2 separate regions of the Anas platyrhynchos genome follow, and region 1 is linked to region 2. A link is a contact called in public Hi-C data. All regions are on one chromosome and are shown on one strand. The core of a region is the stretch at or near the end of the contact, and the rest is flanking DNA. Distances in the headings are between cores, read along the strand shown.

Region 1 (5,038 bases), core at 1,867-4,366, 210 kb after region 2:
GTTAACCGCACGTAAATCATGTAAAAAGCGCCATTTCCCAGATTTTTTCTTAATTACAAATACAGGGGAATTCCAAGGGCTAGTTGATGGAACGAGATGTCCTTGTTGCACTTCTTGTTTGACGAGTTCATGCAGAGCGATAAGCTTTTCTTTTGTGATGGGCCACTGGGCAACCCATATGGGGTCATCCGACCGCCATGTTAAACGCCAACAGGGGCGCGGCTCCCCAGTGGCCCCCTGTATAAAACCTGCTGTGAAGGTTCAATATGCAAGCGAGCTCCTGCTAACACTAATGCATCACGACCTAACAGTGATATAGGAATGGCTAGAACATAGGGTCTGAGAGGCCCCACCTCCCGCCGGACGCCAGCGTCATCCCAGCGAATCAATACTGGATGATGGCTACGATGACCTTCCACCAAACCACCCACCCCACTGACCGCTCGGGGCAGCGGATCTAGTGGCCACTGTTGAGGCCAGTGTGCAGCGGAAATGGAGGTGACATCTGCACCAGAATCCACTAAAAATGTTATAGTGGCTACCGGTGGAAATGGATCCTTCACACCTTGAATAGCTACTCGGGCAGGCAAAGTTGGCCGAGAACCCATGTCAAAGCTAACTTGTATCAGGGGATAATTCACGCTAGAGAGTCCATCATCACTCTCGGCTATCAGAGGGAACACAGTGGGCTCAGCTGTGGCAGTCCGCTGCTGCACGGGAATCTCCACTCCTTGCTCCACTGCCCGTGAACCTGCAAGCCAAGCTTCTGTATTTACCAATCGTTTTCCGGCCCGAGACTGGACGGCGGACTTGTCCACCCCTGCTCGATGGGGGTTGGGACCCACGCTTGCGGCCGAGACGGTGGGTCCCTTTTCGTCCCGGCGTTGGCGTTTCCCGACTGCCCATCCCTTTTTCCCTCTTTCACTTCCCCTTTGCGTTGTGAGCACTCCCGAGCGCGGTGGCCAGACCGCCCACACACCCAACAACGAATACGGCTGACTTCGACCACAGGTTCCCTTTTCTCGGGACATTCACGAGCTACGTGACCACGCTGTCCGCAGCGAAAACAACCACCAGGATGTATCTGGAGGGCAAATGTCTGGAGGGCAGACGTGACTCCTGCCATCTGCTCACTGAGAGCAGCAGCAAGAGGTTGCATCTCCTGAGCCTTGCCAAACGCACAGCCACGAGCGATCAGCTCGCCCGCGCTTGCTGAAGCCGGAAGCGCTGCAAGAGCAGCTTTGAATTCAGGCTGAGCTCCTGTCCTTAAGCATTCCCTCAAAACAACATCTTGTGCTTCCGGTGGTAAATTACTGCTGGCCACAGCTGTCTGCACCCTGTCTGCAAAACGCCCAAAATGTTCCTCAGGTTTTTGCCGAATATGCAGATAACTGGGAGTCGGGCTGACTACAGCATTCATCCGCTCTAATGCCCTACGACCCAAATCGGCGGCGGCAATAAGCACAGCTTGCGGCAGCAACAATTGTTCCTGAGGAGTATTCCACCGCCCTCGTCCCAACAACGCTTCCCCAGACATGCCATGTAAAGGATCCTGGGGGTTCGCCCATGCACGCGCCATTAACACTTCACCTTCCTCTTCTAGCAAAGACTCTAACATGGGTACCTGCGCTGCCGTCAGGCAGGCTCGGGCAACCTGCCGCCAGTCAAACATCAGGGGCCCTTGCAAAGCCACCGCATCCAACAAAACCTGTGTCTGTGGGCTAGAGAACCCACCCTCCTGTACAGCCTTTTTTAACTGTAGCAGCATCTTATAGTCTACCGGCTGCCACTGATGTCCCTGAGACCCTGCGAAAACAGGAAAACACCCTATCCGCACAGGACTTGGCGTTATTTCACAACCCGAGAGAAGACATTCTCTCGCACTAATAGTCCATTTTTCTCTTGCCTTTTGCACCTCCTCGCGGATGTGCATCGGCTGCCGCGGGGTAACCTGTCGAGGATCTCGAGACTCCTCATCTGTTGAACTCTCACTATCCACTCGTTCTCTCTCTCGGGGCGTAGCACCCGACGGAACAGGAACGCGACACACGGACGATGGTAGGGGCTTCTCCGAAAAAGACTCCACCCGCACTTCCCCCCCCTCCCGCTCTCCAGGGTCAAACACGGGGGGGACTGCATACAGCGGCGGCCGGAGGGAGCCCGAAAACGCCGGCGCTTGCCCAGATGCCACCCCTGCCCCTTCTGGACTCCCAGCAGGGAACAGAATAAGGGAGCCCTTCTTATTTACCCCCCAAAAGGACCCGTCCGATGAAGTATGTACTGTGCTCCCTTCTGCTGGAGGGGCACTGGGTGTTGCTATTCCTTCACGATCCAACCGAACTCGCAGGGGGGCCACAAAAGGTTTCCCACCCTCTTCTTTCTCCTGCTCCACATTATTTTTATCCCCCAATCGAGCCTCCTCCTTCACCTGCTCTGACCCTTCCTTTAGATCGTTTTTTATCGGCAGCTCCATAGGAGCTTGCTTATTCTCACTGTCCCCATCGGACAAAAGCATACGGTGCACAGTAGCCCACAGGCATGCCTCGTTGGCTACCTTTTCCAAAGCCGCTCGCACCGACCCATAGGTTGGTAACAAAGTCAGCGCCTCTTTGTTCCCGATGCAGGCGCTATCAAATAAATCCCGTCCCACCGTTTCTAAAACGGTCTGTCTCAGGCAATGGACAGGAGACTTTGCCAGATTCCGGCGTGTCATCCAGAGCAAGAGGGACTGTACGTCCTTCTTTCGTAGTGTTATCCCTACTTCCTTGGCCAAGGATTTAACAGTACTCACCACCTCATCGACTCCAGGCCCCATGGCCACCCGCGTACCTAGCACGTACGCACTGCGCCTAACTCGCGCCGCGCCTAACTCGCGCCAACCGGTTGCATGTCGGGGTTCGTATCACGTCGGGGTCACCATATGTAGGATAACCCGACTGAAAGCCCCGGGACAAACGGACACAACGACCAGCGTTCTGTGCCGTAAGCCAATTTATTGCTGCGTGACAGTATCTTATATAGTGTTAAAACGTCCCACCCAGGAACCCAGGACCCCTCCCACTGTGCTCGCAGGCACCCCAGACCCCTCCTTTTGTGCACGCAGGCACAACCCAGAATAATCCCACAGTCAGCTTTGACTAGGGAATTTTTTTTCCCCCCACAAGAGCAGAAGAGGATAAAATTTGGTTGCGAAAGGCTGGTCTCAGAGATTACTGACCAGGTGACTCAAGAGAGAAAGGGATGGAGAAAGCAGTAAAGGGGAAAAATGAGAGAAAAAAAAATAAAACAGAAACGAAAACACAAGGAGATTTCTTACTACACGTTACAAGCACAGATAAGCACACTGTTTTCTTGTGTCAGGTCATGAGCCTCCATCCCATGTCAAAAATACGTTATTTTTTCTACCAAATCTAACAGAGGTTGCACAAACCTGGAGTTGCCATCTGCTCCCTGGGGAGAAATGGGCTTATTCCCCAGTCTGAGGAATGCTGGATCTCCCCCTAGAGCAGGCAGCTCGCCCAGGTTGTTCAGAGTGGTGAGACCGAGTTGTGTGAGTTGTACTGAGCGCTGTAGAAGAGCAAAGCGTAAAGATGGAAGAAACGTCCTGCTGCATTAGAGCAGTGGTCCATGCAGCCGTGTACTCTCTCTGATGGTATCAGTAGGATGTGCTATTTAGGGTGAGCTTGTGGGCCTGGCCACTTCCTGCAGTCTGTGCCTCTTGTGCTCTGCCAGCATCCGCAACCACTGCATTGGGGTTGCATCTGGGAGGGCACATCCCTGCCCACTCCTTTCAGTACCTGTTTATGGTCCGGCTTTCTGTCGTTCTCTCCGATTGCTTTCTGAACCTGCTGATGCTGTCTGCCTCTGACCTCACATACGTGGTGTCAAGCTCCAGAAGTTCAGTACCTGCTGTGTAAAGAAATATTTTTTTTTAAGCTGATCCCCTGCAAGCTTCAGAGAGCCTCCCTTTGTTCCAGCACTGCAGGATTCAAAGCTCTGTTGGTTGCTCTCTTTGCTGCCTTTGTGATTTGCAGACCTCAATCTTATCAGCCCCTTCTCTCTGCCAAAATTAGGGTCTTGAGCCTTTCCGGTGTCTCCTCACAGGGCACCTGCCCCATCACTTGGATCAGGTTTGCTCTGTGCCTTTTGCATCCCAGCTATGTCCTTCTTGTGGCGCTGAGACCAGAACTACATGCACAACCTGAAATGAGGGCACACCAGGCCTTTACACCTCAGCAAAGGGACACCCTTTGTCTTGCTTTCAATACCCTTGCTTGTGATACCCAGTGTTTTTTAGCTTTATTTTGGCTGCTGATGCAGGCCAAGGCAATGATCCTGGGGAACTCTGAGAGATGGCTCTGAGACCTCCTGCCTAAACATACTGCCTGTACCACCTTCAGCATCATGTAGGCATGGTTCAGATGACTTTTTCTAGATATTTTTAACTTTAAATTTGTCTGCACCAAAACTCACTTGTCATCTTTTGAGAGCTTTGCAATAAAGGAGACCACCTGTCAGATCTCACAAGGCTTTTTGTTGTGGGCAGGTGAGTGGCATTTAGAAGAAGGGGTGAGCAGACATGAAGCCACGTTGGGTGCAGCAATTCATTTTTTTTCTGTGCTGGCCAAGTGGAATTGATGCACGGAGGAAGCTTGGCAGAAGGTGGTGCACGTCCCCTCCCTGGAAAGGGCCTGCACAAAGCAGCCACCTCCAAGAGAGGCAGGGCAGCGGTGTGTCACTCTGAGTATGTTTCATGGAAGATTTGTTGAAGTAACAAATCTAAAAGCAGCAGGAAGTTTGTTCAGAAGAGCGTGCCGTCCTCACAGCCTCTCTCATCCTTTCTCTTCCTTTTGTTACGGCAGGTTGCATTGCAGTGATTCAGACGCAGTCTTTCAGGTCTCGGTGCTAGTCTGGCAGTAAAATCCGCCGTGCTGGAGGCATGTTGCGACGTGAATTGCTCCTGCCTAGCGCGAAGGACGAGGCTGTCTGGTTACCATGCTAACGGCCCGGCGCAGTTAGGGGCTGCTGGTGCAGCTCG
Region 2 (4,728 bases), core at 74-2,573:
CTGGCCCATGCAAATCATGGCAAAACTCCCACTGATCTGAATGAAGCCAGACTTTCACCCCCACCTTCCACAATGTACAAACCCAGATTTAAAATACATTTTAAAAATAGTGCTCTAAAACTGTTCTTTCCAGAGCTAGATAGAAGAGGGAACATCAAAGGGTGCAGCCTTGCTGTTTTCATTAAACTCTCACCAAGTTTGGCTAACTACGATGAAACAACAACGGTCGTGATCCCGCATTCTCATTGAGATCGTTATCAAAATTAGCAAAAGCAGTTAAGTCAAAAGAGTGAGAAAACTGTGAATGAAGTTCAGCTCCAGCTGCTGGAACTTTCCTCCAGTACTGCTTGTTTGTCTGCCTAACTGCAATTCATCTTTCATTTTCCCCTGTCACTTATGGCCTCCAGTCCTCAGTAGGATGCTAGATTCCTTGGCAAAGAGATGCAGGCTGTGTCGGTACCATTCTTCATGCTCCGCTGATCATTAACTCATCTGCAAAATTCCTTCCAGATATCTTACTTCTTCCTTTCTGCTGCTGCAATACAGCAGTGTACCTCCAGACAGTCTTTAAGATTTTCTTTTCGTGGAGAAAACCATAGGAACTTCACAACACGTGATGAGCACCAAGCTTTCCAGAGAGCCCATGCTGTTTGAGGAAATGCTCTTGAGGGAGCAGCAGGCTGTACCTTGCCCATAGATAAGCAGCAGCAAGCAGTTCAGCAGTGAACCGCATGGTCTCCACTCAGTAAGAAACGTAATCCCTCTAAGTCAACAAGGCAGGCAGGGCACCGATAGCTTTCTCAGAAAAGAACAGACATTATTACACCTCTGGTAATAAACTAGCAGAAGTTGACAGTACATGTCTCTGGTACCACAGTAAAGCCTTTCACAAATACAGCCGTCTGCATTCTCTCCAAGTGTTTGGTAAATCCAGTGTCTCCCTGACAATGTTCGGGAGGTCTCTTGTGGTCTGCAGAAAGCTGATGGAGTTCAATGGACGCACTGTTGTTTTCTTTCTTTGTTCATCCTCTGAACAGTTAAAGAAATTAGGAAAGGCAAGTACTTTCCTAATAGGATTTAAGCAGGATGTGGCAGAAGCAAGTGGTGCTAAGGAAGGGTTTTGAGGTGAGTGAGGGGAAAAGGAAGAGACATGTTATACCACCAGGAGTGATGAAGAGATCTGTCCAGACTTTCTCTACAGAGATTTGTCCTATGCTATGAAATTGCTGGAAAAAAACTCTGAGCTAAGCTGGTTCCTTGCACTGAATGCACAAAAACCATGCTGTCACAGTGCTCATAGAGACAGTCAGCCATAAGAGGGCAGCAGGTATCTAATACAAACAGAAAAGCGTCCCTTTCTGGTACAGGATGTCCCAACAAGCTAAACTCATTGGGCAAAGCAAAAGAAGAGGTATTAAAAAAACTATATTAAATCTCCCCTTAAAGAAGCACTGTTAGCCAAGCACCTAGCCACAGGCAGTACAGCCACATACCGTCTTATGCCAGGAAGAAAAGTGTTGTAATGTCTCATCCTGAATGAGCCATCCTCCATCCTGCCCAGCTTTTATCCTGGAGATATATGAAAGAATTACATTTCTGGCAAACTTCCTGACTTAACAGCTGAATGGAAGTCCTTTGTGAAATATGCATTCCATGGCTTGCCCTCAGCCTCACGTAATGAAAATAGAGAAGGAGGGGAAAAAAGGCCCTGAAACATACAAGTCAGGACACTTGTGACTGCAGTGCGGAGCCATGAAAGCCAACCCTGCCACCTCAACGTGGCCTTCATGGCTCTGCATGACCCGGTCCTCAGGTCAACTGCCTGACCGCGGAGCAGCCATGTGCCCAAAGCCCTGCGCCGGCTCAGCGTCCTGAAAGCAAAAAGCAGCATTTTCCCTGGGGGAAAAGGTGGCTCAGCCACTCCTGCCTCTGCTGAGCCCTTCAGCAGGAGACAAAGGCTCATGCTGATGCAGGACGGGCAGCGCCTCTCCATCCTGCTGGTCTGGAGGTGAAGTCTCCTCACGCTGTGAGCATGTGACCCAGGGTGGAAATAAAACGGGACTGGCAAGCCACCAGCGACTCTGCTCCCATCACCGAGAGCAACTTAGGCTCACGTTGCCAACATTTTTAGGCAGCGAGATCTGAGGAGAAGTCAGATCCTCAATGCACAACACGATGCGAGTGATTTCAAGTGACACACACCCAGAGGGATCTTCTCGGGGCTGAATCCAGAGGCCAGCCGTGCTTTGTGCCAGGGACAAAATGTGCACAGTTTCCTGGGGACATGCCGGCTGGCCAGCCAAGGCCACACACTGCTGCCACACGATGCTGCTGGTGCTCCCCATCCCAGCCCCACCATGAGGCCAGCAGCAGGTCAGGCGGCATCTCCTTCCACAGCCCCAAATCCCGTGTCCAAAGGGAAGCCTCTCCTCCCCCAGCCAAGGAACAAAGCTGGCCACTCGCACGTAGGGTTTGCTCCCTCTCCAAGCAGGACTGAGGCTGCAACGGCTGCTTCGGACGGGCTGGTGAAAGCCCTGTGTGGAGGCAGCTCACGCCTGGCAGGCACCCAGCCATCCTCCACAGGAGGGCGCAGGAGGAGACAACATGGCCGGCTGGCGGGGCCCTGCCTGTCCCACAGCCCCTGCAGGCCCTGGTGAGGGGCTGGAGCAGATCACCCAGAGGTGTTGAGGATGCCCCAGCACCGAAAGCGTTCAAAATTGGGTTGGATGGGGCTTAGAGCAACCTGATCTGGTGGAAGATGACCCTGCCTGTAGGTGATCTCTGTGGGTCCCTTCCAGCCCAAACCATTCTGTGATCCCATGATTTATGGAGGACAAGTCCATTAGCCTGTTTGCTTTTGTGTCAGCATTGTCCTTTAACTTAAATAGCTCCTCTTCCTCCTTAGCATTAACCTCCAGGATGTATTTATAGAGAGCGATCATATCCCTCTCTCAGCCTTCATGGTGCTGGGCTGAATAAGCCAAGCTCTTTCCATGTACTTTTATAACACCAGCTCTCCAATGCCCTAATCCTCCCGCAGCCTTTCTTTGCACCTGTTCCAGTGTGAATCAATCTTTTTTGAACGTGAATGACCATAACTGCCCAGCATTGTGCAGATGGCATGTCACATTGCTTTTTACAACAGAATTAGTATTTCCCTCTCTCAAGCACAGATACTTTGCATCAGGCAGCCAGGGATTTCACTTGGCTCTTTCCTACCATGACGTGCTGGGGCGAAATATCACTTGCTCACAATGGTAATGAAGCACGAGATAAACCCAGAAGCATCATAGTTAAACAACTACAAAAATTATTTGGGAGCAATGCTGTAGACAAGATTTTTAAATGTTCAAGAGCCAGAAAAAAAAAAAAAAAATCTTTTTCTGTGACAATCTTACACTTAAAAACTGTCAAATTTAATATGGAAAAAATAATTGTGGAAGGGCTGTGTGGAAAAGGAGTGTCATGAAAACTGTTCACAGATGGTAAAATTATTCTTACAATGGTAGAGTGAAGTAAGATGTGTGCTATAAAGAGCAAATGATGGCCACTGTCCCACATGCCTTTTGCAGCACCCCTGTGTGCCTGTGTCACTGTTCCAGCATTGCTGCTGTGCTTCTTTATCTTCCAGCAGCCCTTCTGACACCCATCATGATCACTCCCAGCACTGCCATCTTTGATCCCTTCACTCGCCGGCTGGTGAAGGGAGCCAGTTTTCTCTCCGTACGTGTTAGATCCTGAACGTGTAAATACCGTTACTTATAGCAGGCTTCTTTGTGCTCCAGTTCTCTGTGGTGACCAGCTTTGGGTCTCAGCCACAGCCCAGATACATCATGCTGGAGCTCGTATCACATCTGTCCAGACAGCTCCGTTCCTTTCCGAGCCCCCCAAACACCAGATGCCTGCACTGATAAAGGAGGATGACTGTTCCACATGTTTGCAGCTGCTTTCTTTTTTAATATCCACTAGGATGTTTCAAAGGGCTGGAGAAGCCCTGCAATGTATGGACCCTGTACTGCAGCAGAGATGGGAAAGAGATGGGAAAGGAACTTCAACGAGCTTCCTTGAGACCTCCCTGCCCTAGGAAATAAAAAAAAAAAAAAAAAAAAAAAAAAAAAAGCTTAAAGGTAACGCAAGGCCACAAATCTTCAGGCCCTTCAGTTGTATCAACCCAAGCATTTCTCTTCCATTTGTTTTCAGTGCTGGATGGGTCTCATTTGTTTGCAGAAGGCGACCCTGGGGGAGTGCAAGCTGACCTGCTGAGAGGATGCCATGCAGTGGTCCATGCCCAGCCCGCCCCGCTTCTGGTCACTAGGGGCCACTCTCAGAGCTGCTGAGGAGAGGCCAGCAGCTGTGTCTTGTCACTGTCCTCCCCTCCCACCCCTGCCTGCTGCCCTGCTCGCTGGAGCTGAGCTGGGAACCAGCAGGGAGAGCTGGGAGGGAAGCATGGTCAGCTGGCAGGGAAGAGGAGCAAGGCTGGTGCTGAGTGGGGAGGGTAGGGAAGGAGGGGAGCTGAGGCTGGGAGAGGAAGAAGAACAACATGCTGCTGCAAGTCCTTCCCCCACGATGACTGGAGAGAAGAAAGCTGATTGCTGACGAGGAAGATTAGGAGGCCCTCCTTTGCCCGTGCCAGCCCATCCCTGCAGAAAACTGCTGCCTCGGTCCTGCCCCGAGACCCGTGGTGGAGCAGAGAGCTGGACCAGGGGCGTGGGAATGAGGGGGGCCTTT

What was found. Hi-C and Micro-C count contacts between places; a contact is called where the count stands out from the background.
Region 1: a Hi-C map of subcutaneous adipose tissue shows a contact between it and region 2, with 3 times the contacts expected there. The contact joins the promoter of LOC140001958 here to the enhancer-like site in region 2. A contact is called at or near these places in 4 of 8 Hi-C or Micro-C datasets (liver, skeletal muscle and subcutaneous adipose tissue).

The regions. Positions count from the first base shown.
Region 1 is chr2:89,999,197-90,004,234 of IASCAAS_PekinDuck_T2T, forward strand. LOC140001958 reads right to left here and starts at 3,117. Exons shown (of 2, transcript XM_072035030.1): 1 at 2,792-3,117. The coding sequence starts at 2,815. All of the region lies in intron 10 of RREB1 (ras responsive element binding protein 1), which reads left to right.
Region 2 is chr2:89,787,053-89,791,780 of IASCAAS_PekinDuck_T2T, forward strand. LOC140001957 (a long non-coding RNA gene) reads left to right here. Exons shown (of 3, transcript XR_011807797.1): 3 at 1-4,113. Among named protein-coding and RNA genes, the nearest start is that of LY86, 47 kb to the left of the region's middle. Within about 2 kb of position 1,324, at least 6 of the 8 cell types and tissues checked have an H3K27ac peak or open chromatin away from gene starts, as enhancers often do. A contact at or near this core is called in subcutaneous adipose tissue, where this site is marked.